Linked DNA regions of Mus musculus: region 1 is linked to region 2. A link is a contact called in public Hi-C data. All regions are on one chromosome and are shown on one strand. Each heading gives the region's core, a stretch centred on a gene start, on an enhancer-like site or on the middle of the called end of the contact. The rest is flanking DNA. Distances are from core to core; before and after follow the strand shown. Region 1 holds the start of Lrtm1 (leucine-rich repeats and transmembrane domains 1). Region 2 overlaps Gm35164 (predicted gene, 35164).

What was found. A called contact is a pair of places that touch in the nucleus more often than the background predicts.
Region 1: a Hi-C map of liver shows a contact between it and region 2, with 4 times the contacts expected there. The contact joins the promoter of Lrtm1 here to the enhancer-like site in region 2. A contact is called at or near these places in 4 of 39 promoter capture datasets (frontonasal cranial neural crest, hippocampal neurons and liver), 1 of 484 Hi-C or Micro-C datasets (liver) and 1 of 9 other capture datasets (adipose tissue).

The regions. Positions count from the first base shown.
Region 1 is chr14:29,016,539-29,021,116 of GRCm38.p6, reverse strand. Lrtm1 (leucine-rich repeats and transmembrane domains 1) reads right to left here and starts at 2,909. Exons shown (of 3, transcript NM_176920.4): 1 at 2,508-2,909. The coding sequence starts at 2,550. All of the region lies in intron 27 of Cacna2d3 (calcium channel, voltage-dependent, alpha2/delta subunit 3), which reads left to right.
Region 2 is chr14:28,654,690-28,659,810 of GRCm38.p6, reverse strand. The region is part of intron 1 of Gm35164 (predicted gene, 35164); the gene reads right to left. Among named protein-coding and RNA genes, the nearest start is that of Gm35164, 7.5 kb to the right of the region's middle. Within about 2 kb of position 2,395, at least 8 of the 459 cell types and tissues checked have an H3K27ac peak or open chromatin away from gene starts, as enhancers often do. A contact at or near this core is called in liver, where this site is marked.

The DNA of each region.
Region 1 (4,578 bases), core at 1,660-4,159, 360 kb before region 2:
TCATTTATACTTCAGTTATCAGATGTGGCTTCAGGTGGTCCTATTGACTAGGGAATACCCTTACAAACAGCTATCTAGCTTTGCAGGTATAACCCAATCTGTGGCGATCCTCTTTCTCCTTTTTTTCTATGATGGTTTAAAAAATTACCAAAAAGTGTTACAAACAATATAAGTCGTATCCTTCTTCCAGAAACTTTTACCATCCTCTCATAGATGATCAGACTTCTGTCATCTCCTTGCTTCTTACTGAGAAGTGCAGTGCTTTAGTGGGGCATACAACCTTCTTCTAATCATCTCTGGTTTTCCTCCCAGAAGCCCCTTCACAGAGTTGCTCCACAGAAGCCCCACAGAAACCTGCTTTCTGTCTTTAGACATACTCAAAACAATAGTCGTTGTATCAGGGTTATTGGTATGTAGCACCATGCTCAATTTCATGGTCCTGGGGGTCTCACTCAGAGATCTGTGCTTGCTAGGCTACTACTATCAAATGAGCCCTGATGCCTGCCTTCTTGATACTATTTAATAAATGGGATCAGAGTTAAAATGTTTATAACATTTCCAGCTTGAGTTGAAACAGGGACCTACGGCATATTGCCTGAATATTCTTTTGAGATCTTTGGAGTTGTCTAAGGATTTTTCTCCCTGAAGCTGAGGACTAAACCTGGGGTCTTATACTTGTTCATCAAGTGCTCTACCACTGAGCTAAATGCTCAGAGCATAAAGGTGCCATCTTGTACTCAGTTTTCCTTCACTTACAGCAAGATCCAACATTTTCAGAGTTGGAAGTATTGGGAGCTTATCTTGGACATGGGTTGGAATGAGTCTATTAGGAATTCCTTCTGATTTTTATTTCTGTAATTGCTAGAGATGATCACAGAGATAGAATGGTATTATGCCAAGCTTTGTAAAATGCAGTGGATAATAAGGACAATAGCAAATGACCAGATGGCATACACTTCATGTCAGAGATCAATCCTACTGCTTTATAGACACATATCCACCCTAATCACCTTGTCAACATAGTTGTTTGTCTTCAACATTTTGAGGGGAAAAACAAACAAACAAACAAACAAACAAACAAAACTGGCATAGAGAGGCTAAATCACTCCCTAAGTTCACAGAAACAGTAAACAATCTAGCATGATTTGATCCCAGCCTGCCTACAGAATCTGTGAGAATTCTTATCTGTTCTATTTCTCTGCCAGATATTCAAGAGAGACATGGTGCAGCAATCAGGGGTGGATTTGCACAGTGGTATACTGTTTCTTTGTCTACTTCATATAAATATAATCATACATTTATCCTATTCTGCAATCTGTTCTTTTTAGTCAAAGCTATGTATCCACCTCAGTGGATACATAGAAAGTGTCTTCATTTCTTTTAGCTAATAAGGCACATTCCTTGTGTTGGACCATGTCAAACTCAGTGACTACCTATCCCTCATTGAGGAGCATTTGGGCTCCCAGGATTCCCTACTCACTTATTACAAATGGTGCAGCTATAGGACTGTGGGTGACTGCTCCCCAAAATACAGAGTGGGTCTCATTGTCGGACTCAGAGAATTGATATATTTTTTAAAAGGCTGTGTGGTCATTTTTTCAAAGTTCCTATTTCCCTCCCTTTTTTCTCTTTTGGGACTTGAATTTCTAAGTATGACAAACATGTGTCAAGCACACATTCTGTTGAACTGGAGAGGCATTGACAGGGCCATGGAATGCTATTCAAAATAAAATGCCTATCAACATGGAGGCTTTCAAGAGACGGTTATTTATTTATTTGATGTTCTGATTTACACCTCACCTAGGGGGAAACACAGAATGACTGTACTATACCTTGATCTCCCTGCTTTGGACTCTGCTCCTGGCTGCCGGTACCCAGGACCACAGGACTGGAAAAGGAGAAGCTTTCCAAGGGAAAGCTGCTGCCTCTGATTTAGTTCAAGAGACATAGAGCATCCAAGTCCCCTTCTCCATCTTCAAACAGAAGTCTTTTGTTTTTCTGTAATTTTCCTGATATCTAACTTCTTTCAAAGTTCAAATAAATGCCTTTCCATTAGAAATCACCAGACACTATCACTGTGACCTGAGCCACAAGCTTTGGAATCAATCCTTAAACAATGGAGTACCCACCCAGCCCATTTATCTCTTAATAAAAGGCTTATATTTCTGAAATGGGGGCCAGTTTGCCTCCCACTTCCCCAAAGGAAGTAATATATGAGCTCCAACTCAAGGCACCATGTTGTCTATGAAATGGCCCATGACAAGCCCACTGCATGTCCACACCACGACTATACACATTTGTCTTCAGCCCCCTTTCCCCCTTGCTCAGCATGGTGACACATCCATCTTTCCACTGAGAGAGATTTTTTCTTTTTTTACATCTGTCCAATGTTTTAAGAAAGACAGGTTGAAAATTGATTTCTCACAGACACTTCTTAGAAGGTATTGCCCCCTTCCCTCAGGTGGGGGACTTCTGGGGTAGGGGCAATGGAATTTATTCCTGCTCACCTTTCATGGCCCAGGCTCCGCAGCACAAACCCTCATTCAACATATATCCCGGCCTGAGGACTCACAGATCAACACACCCGGGCTACGGCAGACTTGGAACCCAGCTTTCCATTCTCTTTCCCTGAATCCAGCATGGGCTTTTCTCCAGTGCAGAAAACAGTTGCTGAATTCAGGAGGTCACTTATTTAAGCAGCCTGTCCCCTTGTCTCTGTCTGCTGTGGTCCTTCTCCATAAGAGGGGTCTTTTGATTGCGTCCGGTCCTTTTTTTTTTTTTTTTTTTTTTTTTTTTGGAAAGTGTCAACCTCCCTAGGATCTTCTCTGCCTCTCTCATTCAGACAGCAAACCACATAAAGAATGTTGGTCAGACCTTGGTGAACAGCTGTAGCATTCAGACATGACCCCAATGGCCCGGCCTTTTTGATTATTTAATCTGCTTGAAGTCCAGGGCACCAAAATAAAACAGCCTTCTTAATCCGGCTGTGGCTTCTGCATTCTCTTGACTTATCAACCGTGCTGAGTCAACCCTCACTGGTGGTGGTGGGGGAGGGTACGAATCCCTAACCTAGGGTCTTGCAACAGAGCCTGCAGGGAGTGTAATATGAGAACAAATTGGCCTGCTGGAGGCTGACAGTTTCCATTGGGGCACTTCTTTGGCTATCCTGGGTACATTCAGCCCAAGTCCCTGGAGATTAGCTGCGTTGACAGGTCCTCATGCCCTGAAATCCACAGCCATGGTTTCCTTACATGGGCATTACAGTCCCTCCTCCCCAGTGCCACAAATACATCTCACCTTGCTTGCTACACACACACACACACACACACACACACACACACACACACACACACCCCACTGCTGACACATACTAAAAGGACCTTTTGGCCAGCATGAAATACTTCATCTTTTTACATTACCTAAAGCTGAGGTTCAGACCCTTTTCTCAATACTCTTCACATTTAAAACAATCAAGCTGGCTAAGTAAGAGCTAGAAACCAACTGAGTTGGTTGTTCACCAATAAGCAATGAGGCAAACTTTCCAAATGGGGATTGGAACCAGCTCTTTGAATGTACAAATGCCTGCCACTGGCTGAAGTGGGCTTCCAGTGCATGAAGTGAGCCAAAAAAACCAACCAATCAACCAACCAAACAAACAAAAAACAAAAAAAGAAAAACAGACCTACTCTAGAATATTCCACAGGCGTTCTATGACTGGTCAGGTGGCAAAGTTACTTTTTATTGAGGTTGCATAAAACCCAAGAAGTATAGATGAGCAGCTGAATGTGAACTCTGGAATCAGATAGGTCTGGATTGCATTTACCCTCACAAAGCGTCACCTCCTACAGGGCTAATGATACCCAGTGCTTTATGAAATTGCATCCAGGATTAAATCTAGGCCAGAGTATCTTCATGAAGGCTGACGGCTCCAAGAATCGAGGAGACTGGCCCCAGGACTTCTGAGCTGCTCTCCTTGGAAGAGCTCCAGGGGGAAGCCTGTCTTCTAATACCACTGAGGAAGGCAGGTAATCCCATGCATGAGACCTGATATGGTATGTGATTCCTCTGAATAGCCTCTTGGGGAATGTTTTTCTCCTGTGGACAACTTGCTTCCCACCTCACATATGCATATGCATCCTGCTATTTCTGGAAACTCGTCTTTCTCCAGCCTGTCTCTGCTATCCTTCCCTTTAACTTAACCTTTTGCATCCGGTGCAGCTGTCATTAACTTTCAACTCTTACCACCCACCTTTAAGGACATATCTACCACCCTCTCTCCCCAGGCATAAAATGAAAAGACTGGGTAAGCACTGGGGCCTGATTATGTCAAAACCTTGTCACTCTGTTCAGAAGGCAAGAATAAACTTGAAGTCTTGGAAAGACTTGAGTATTTTCTCGAATTGCTGTGGATGGATCTATTTCACTGTGTCATTCAGGACCCAACTTGGGTTTGGGTCTGGCTCTTGGATTCTGAGGCCTGAAAAGGGTGTATTGACAGTACAGTTGGATTTGGGAGACGAAACACCTACAGGGAATGTCAAGGGATGAAGGACGTGTACTGTTATTGTCAGGCTGTTT
Region 2 (5,121 bases), core at 1,146-3,645:
AGTGGCATGGGAGCCCTGGGGATAAATTGGTTTTACCAATAAGGGAAGGGAGTCAGTTTTAACACAGGAAGGAAGTGATCCAGGAAGAGAGGACTTAGTCAATTAGAGGCTCAGAGGCTTTGGAGAGCAGGATGTACAAATGGAGTGGAAGGAAGTTCAACCAAGGGAGAGAAGTTTATGAGGTGCTAGCAATGCTGAGGGATGAGGGCCTGGGAGCTACCCTAAGCTGCCCAGATCTGGCCTTCCAAGGAGGAAGTAACTCTTTCAACATCACTGGTAGCATCAGAGGTTGAAGGCACACCAACTGTAAGTCAGGACCAACATGACAAAGGGAGTTGCAATGTTAGAGACAGGTAGGAAATCTATAAAATCATAGTCCCTTAACCAAGGGAGGGTCAGCATCCTCAGAAACAGGAGTGGGGTCACTGGCCATTCACATGGAGAAGAATAAAACTCTACTTCTAGCTCTTTTACAGTTGCTGTAAAAATCAACTGAAGATGGACTGAAGTCTTAAACATCAAGACCCCAAACTAAAACCACTAGAAGAAAACACAGGGCAGACACTTGGAATGGGCAAGGATTTGGACAGCAGAAAACAAAACCAAAGGTCAGTAGATTTATGACAAACTCAGAAGCCTTGAGAAAGTAAAGAACCGTCAGAGAGAAGAGACAACCTACATATGGAATGGGGGAGAATATATGTCTCAAAATATGCAGACCACATAAGGAAATCCAAACATTTATAAAGTTTTGTCTTCAATTATTTGTATGCACATGTGACTTTGTAGGAGAATGTGTAAACTAAGGCAGGTACCCATGGTGGCCAGCGATAAAGGATATCCAGAGGCTGGAATTATCTGCCCTTATAAGATGCTCAATGTGGATGCCGGGAAATAAATCAATCTTCTCTACCAGACCAGTACGTGCTCTTAGCTTCTGGGCCTTCTCGCCTGCACACACTCTACTGTTATTTCAATGTCAACTGCTTAAAAATGGGCAACAGACTTTACTAGAGAGAGATGGGTAAAAGTGGATCAGTTGAGTAACAAGTTACAGTTAAATAAGAGAAAGGGGATCTGGGTTTTTGTGGTGACTAAAGATACCTACACCATCTACTTTCCATCTTAAGTGTCTAGAAGAAAGAATTCTGGGTATTTTCACTATAAAGAAATGATACACAAAAGTTTTAGGAAGATGATAAATTTTGACTTAAACATTGCACCACATATGTCAAAACACCACCTAGAATTCAATGGATAAATCTGCTTTTGTGCGTTGAGTAGCATTAAAGAAAAATATTAAATATATAAAAATAAAAATTTAATCTCCTCACCCTCTCTCTTGAGAGACAGAAACTTTATGTCAAAGGAAAAATATATGGCTTGACTACTGAGGGACTTGAATTCACTGACATCTTCAACTCTACAAATTTCCTTTTGATAGCATGTGGAAGAGAGGAAGTGCTTATGTTGGAGGAAAAGGATGGGTTCCTGGGTTGTGCTTAGAAGGCACCTTGTGAAATAATATGGAACACTTGGAAAGCATGGCTGAAGGCAATCTGATATGTTGCTAGATTCTAGCCAAAGCTGATGAACAACCAGTCATGATCATTCTGAACCTGCTCTTAGGGGGTATGAGAGGACCTAGCACTAAAGTTAGCTTATGCCTTAATAGTAGGGCTTGGCTATTAGATTTCTTGATCTCTTCTCTCCTGTTCTTGATTTTGAGCAGATCTGGATGTCAGAGACTTAATGGAAGATCACGGCAGGGGTAAGGGATACCTTGAAACATTTGCCCCCCTATGAACAGATCATGGTTAAAGAGACAAATTTAAATGTAGAGTCAGCAATCTCTGCACTATCACAAGTTCAGCACCATCAATTCAAACAAGGTGACCTTGAGGTGCTTATTTATGTCCTACTATTAATATAAATGCCCATGCATAGCCAGTATACAGCCTCATCTGAGTTCAGTCCATCCTTAGATCCCGTCAGGGGAGGGGGCATGTGTCTGATGTATGCATGCAGCCACACATGCCATCCTGTACTCGTGGCGGTCAGAGAATGACTTTGGGAAGTAGGTTTTCTCCATCCACCTTTATTTGGGTTCCAGGGATTGACTCTGGTTGCCATGTTTATTTGGCAAATTGCTTTACCACTCCCCTTTTTCAGTCCTCTCAGTGACCCTTGTACTAATTTTAATAATACCACTGGCAAAAGTCGTGCTCCGGTTAAAACCTACCAAGGCTGGGGAGACCCATATATGCTAATAAATAGATATGTAGGTACGCAAGCAATGCCTGCATGCTGCAAAAGAACTGCAAAGCCACTGTAAAACCACATGCCAGTCACACAGCCATCGACACCATCGGGAAGGAAAGAGCTTGCCAAGAACTGCATTAGCTTTCACTTTCAAACTGGTGGAGGTGGTGGTGGTATTAGGGCACCATGTGAGACGGAGTGTGTGAAGTGGGAAAAGCACAGGATGCATTTTGCCAATCCTGAGCAACCACACAAGGCAGTGAATGGCAGAGCGACAAGGAGTGTGGGGGCTGGCGTCCCAGACCCATCAACTCAAGACACTTTCCACACATTTCAACACCTGGTGAGATCTTTATGGTGCTGGGAGTTCCAAATTGCCTGTGTGTCAAGAGACAAGAGTAAAGACAGGACTTTTATAGGTTTTGGCTTCCTGAGTCTTTATGGTGCTGTATGTACCAGAGTGTCTGGGAAATCAACTCAACAAAGCAGCGTGCCTAAGAGCCCAGGGATGGAGCAGAAAAGTCAATCAGAGTGCTACAAAGAGGGAAGGCGGTACACACAACACTTTGTAAATTCATAAGGGCCCCTGCAGCCTATGTGTGTGGCCTTATCTGGTTCACAGTAGTGCCCTGCAGCTTTCATTTTCCTTTGAAAATGCATTTTATCCAGGGTGATGTCGACCTGACCTTTTGCCTGGACTGAGCAATGCCACATTGCTGGTGAAATATTGACCAATCCGTGCATTCCTTCTAGATGTGATTTGCATCTGAATCTGTAACCTCAGTAAAGATGGGTCTCACCAGGTTGAGTGACCACTCTACTAACTACCCAAGCCATTATAGAACAAAAAAGTAAGAGCCCACTTCCCCTGGATGTGTTGGGACATCTATCTTCTACACAAGAGAATCTATGCTCTGGAATCTCAGGCCTTTTGATTTAGACATCAGACTTTGAATTTTCATAGTTTCCAGCTTTCACATGGCAGATTGGGGGAGGGGGTGGGTTCTATAATCCCATGAACCAATTCCCGTTATATACAAATATACATATATAAAATATTTTATTTCACATAAGTAAATAAAAATTGTCTATTTTGAAGTTTTTCTGGTTTACTTCTTTTATGACAATAAAATACCAACCAAAAGCCACTTGGAGAGAGAGTATTTGTTGCATCTCGCAAGTAACAGTTCATAACTGAGGGAAATCAGGGCAAAAACCCAAGGAAGGAATCTGGAGCCAGGAACTGAAGCAGAGACAGTGGAGGGGGGGGGCTGCTTACTAGCTCATTCAGCCTGCTTTCTTGTGTAATTCCAGATGACCTTCCAAGGGATTGAGCTGCCCACAGTGGGATCTAGCATCTCACATCAATCATCGAGCGAAAAATAGTACCTGGCAGACATGTTCCTAGGCCAATCTGATGGAAGCGATTTCTCAACCGAGGTTCTTTTCTTCCCAGATTACTCACTCTGGTTTCTGTTAAGTTGACAAAAACTAACTGCCACGGATGCTATAAAAAGGTCTGCAGTAAGATACAAACTATCTCTTGCATAAATTCCAGCCATTTCCTACGCTTTAGTCAGTATAAGGATATCAATACAAGTATATATTATTTATAATAGTATTTAATGAGTATATTATGTTATAGTAACAACACCAAGCCCCTGTGATATGTGATAATCCGGGGAAAGTATTTACTAATGTGATTCTTTGCCAACTTGTTTCCTCTCCAAAGCAATTGTACCAATTTACCACTCCTATAGGGGCATAGGAACCATCCTCATTTCACCAACACAAAGGGGGTCAACAAGAGCAAGCCCGTGCCAAAGCCATCTGGTTGGTGCCTGCTTCTTTTACCCTGGCCTCATGTCTTATCTTCTTGCTGCCCACAGGACATTCTGCAAAGACTGTCTACAAAACCCCAAACTGCTCACTAATTCCACTGTGTCATGTTGGTTCCAGACCCTGGGGCTCAAGAAGTTTGCCTCCCAAGAAGGCCAGCCTGCTGGCAGAAGGCAGACTCCACAACCCCATCCGCCCCACCACACAAGTATGCGCCTCTCCCAGCCAACAAGACTTTTTATTTTCATAACTTTGTGTCATTATCTCTGTGCAGAATTGTGAGCGGAGAAGAGGAAGAGGAAGAGGAGGGAGAAAAGCCTGACACAGAGAACATTCTTCCCAAATCACCTCCTTTCATTCTGAAGTTTTAATTACCCAGATGACTTTTATCTCCAAGGAAATAGCCCCAGTTCCCAGAACACATGCTTTCAGCCTCATTTGACCCCCACATGGTCATGGGATAAAACGAAAAGCAAGGCTGAAGCTACTGAAGAGTCATAAGGAAATCATTTCTCCAGCAGATAGCATCTGTCCACACGAGTGCTCAGGATACCCCAGCAACAATGACAGTTTCCAGGAACAAACCAAGCAGGCATGGCTAGTATTTCCCAGGGCAACGGCTGCAGATGCTCATCCAGTAGGAATCACCCTGCCCACAACTTCCCACCAGTCCTCCTCATGGTAGTCTTCAAGACCCATCTCAGTCAGTGGAGACTTGAACTCTGATCTACCGGAGGCCAAGAAGAACCGGTCCAAAGAAATGGAGACCCAGCTGCAAATATTCTGCCCCCCACTGGTAAGTTTAGTGTGCGCTCCTCTCTGAATCACTCTCAGAAACATGGACAACAGTGACTCTCCTGCTGAGACTTTCTGGATGAAGTGAGATTTATGCCATAAAGCTCACCTATGATAGAGCGCACAAAGGTACCTGGCATACAGCACCATACTGAATGGTGGACACACAAGCTACAGTTGTACTTCAAGGTCTGGCCTTTCCATTCTGATCTGTCCTCATTTTTC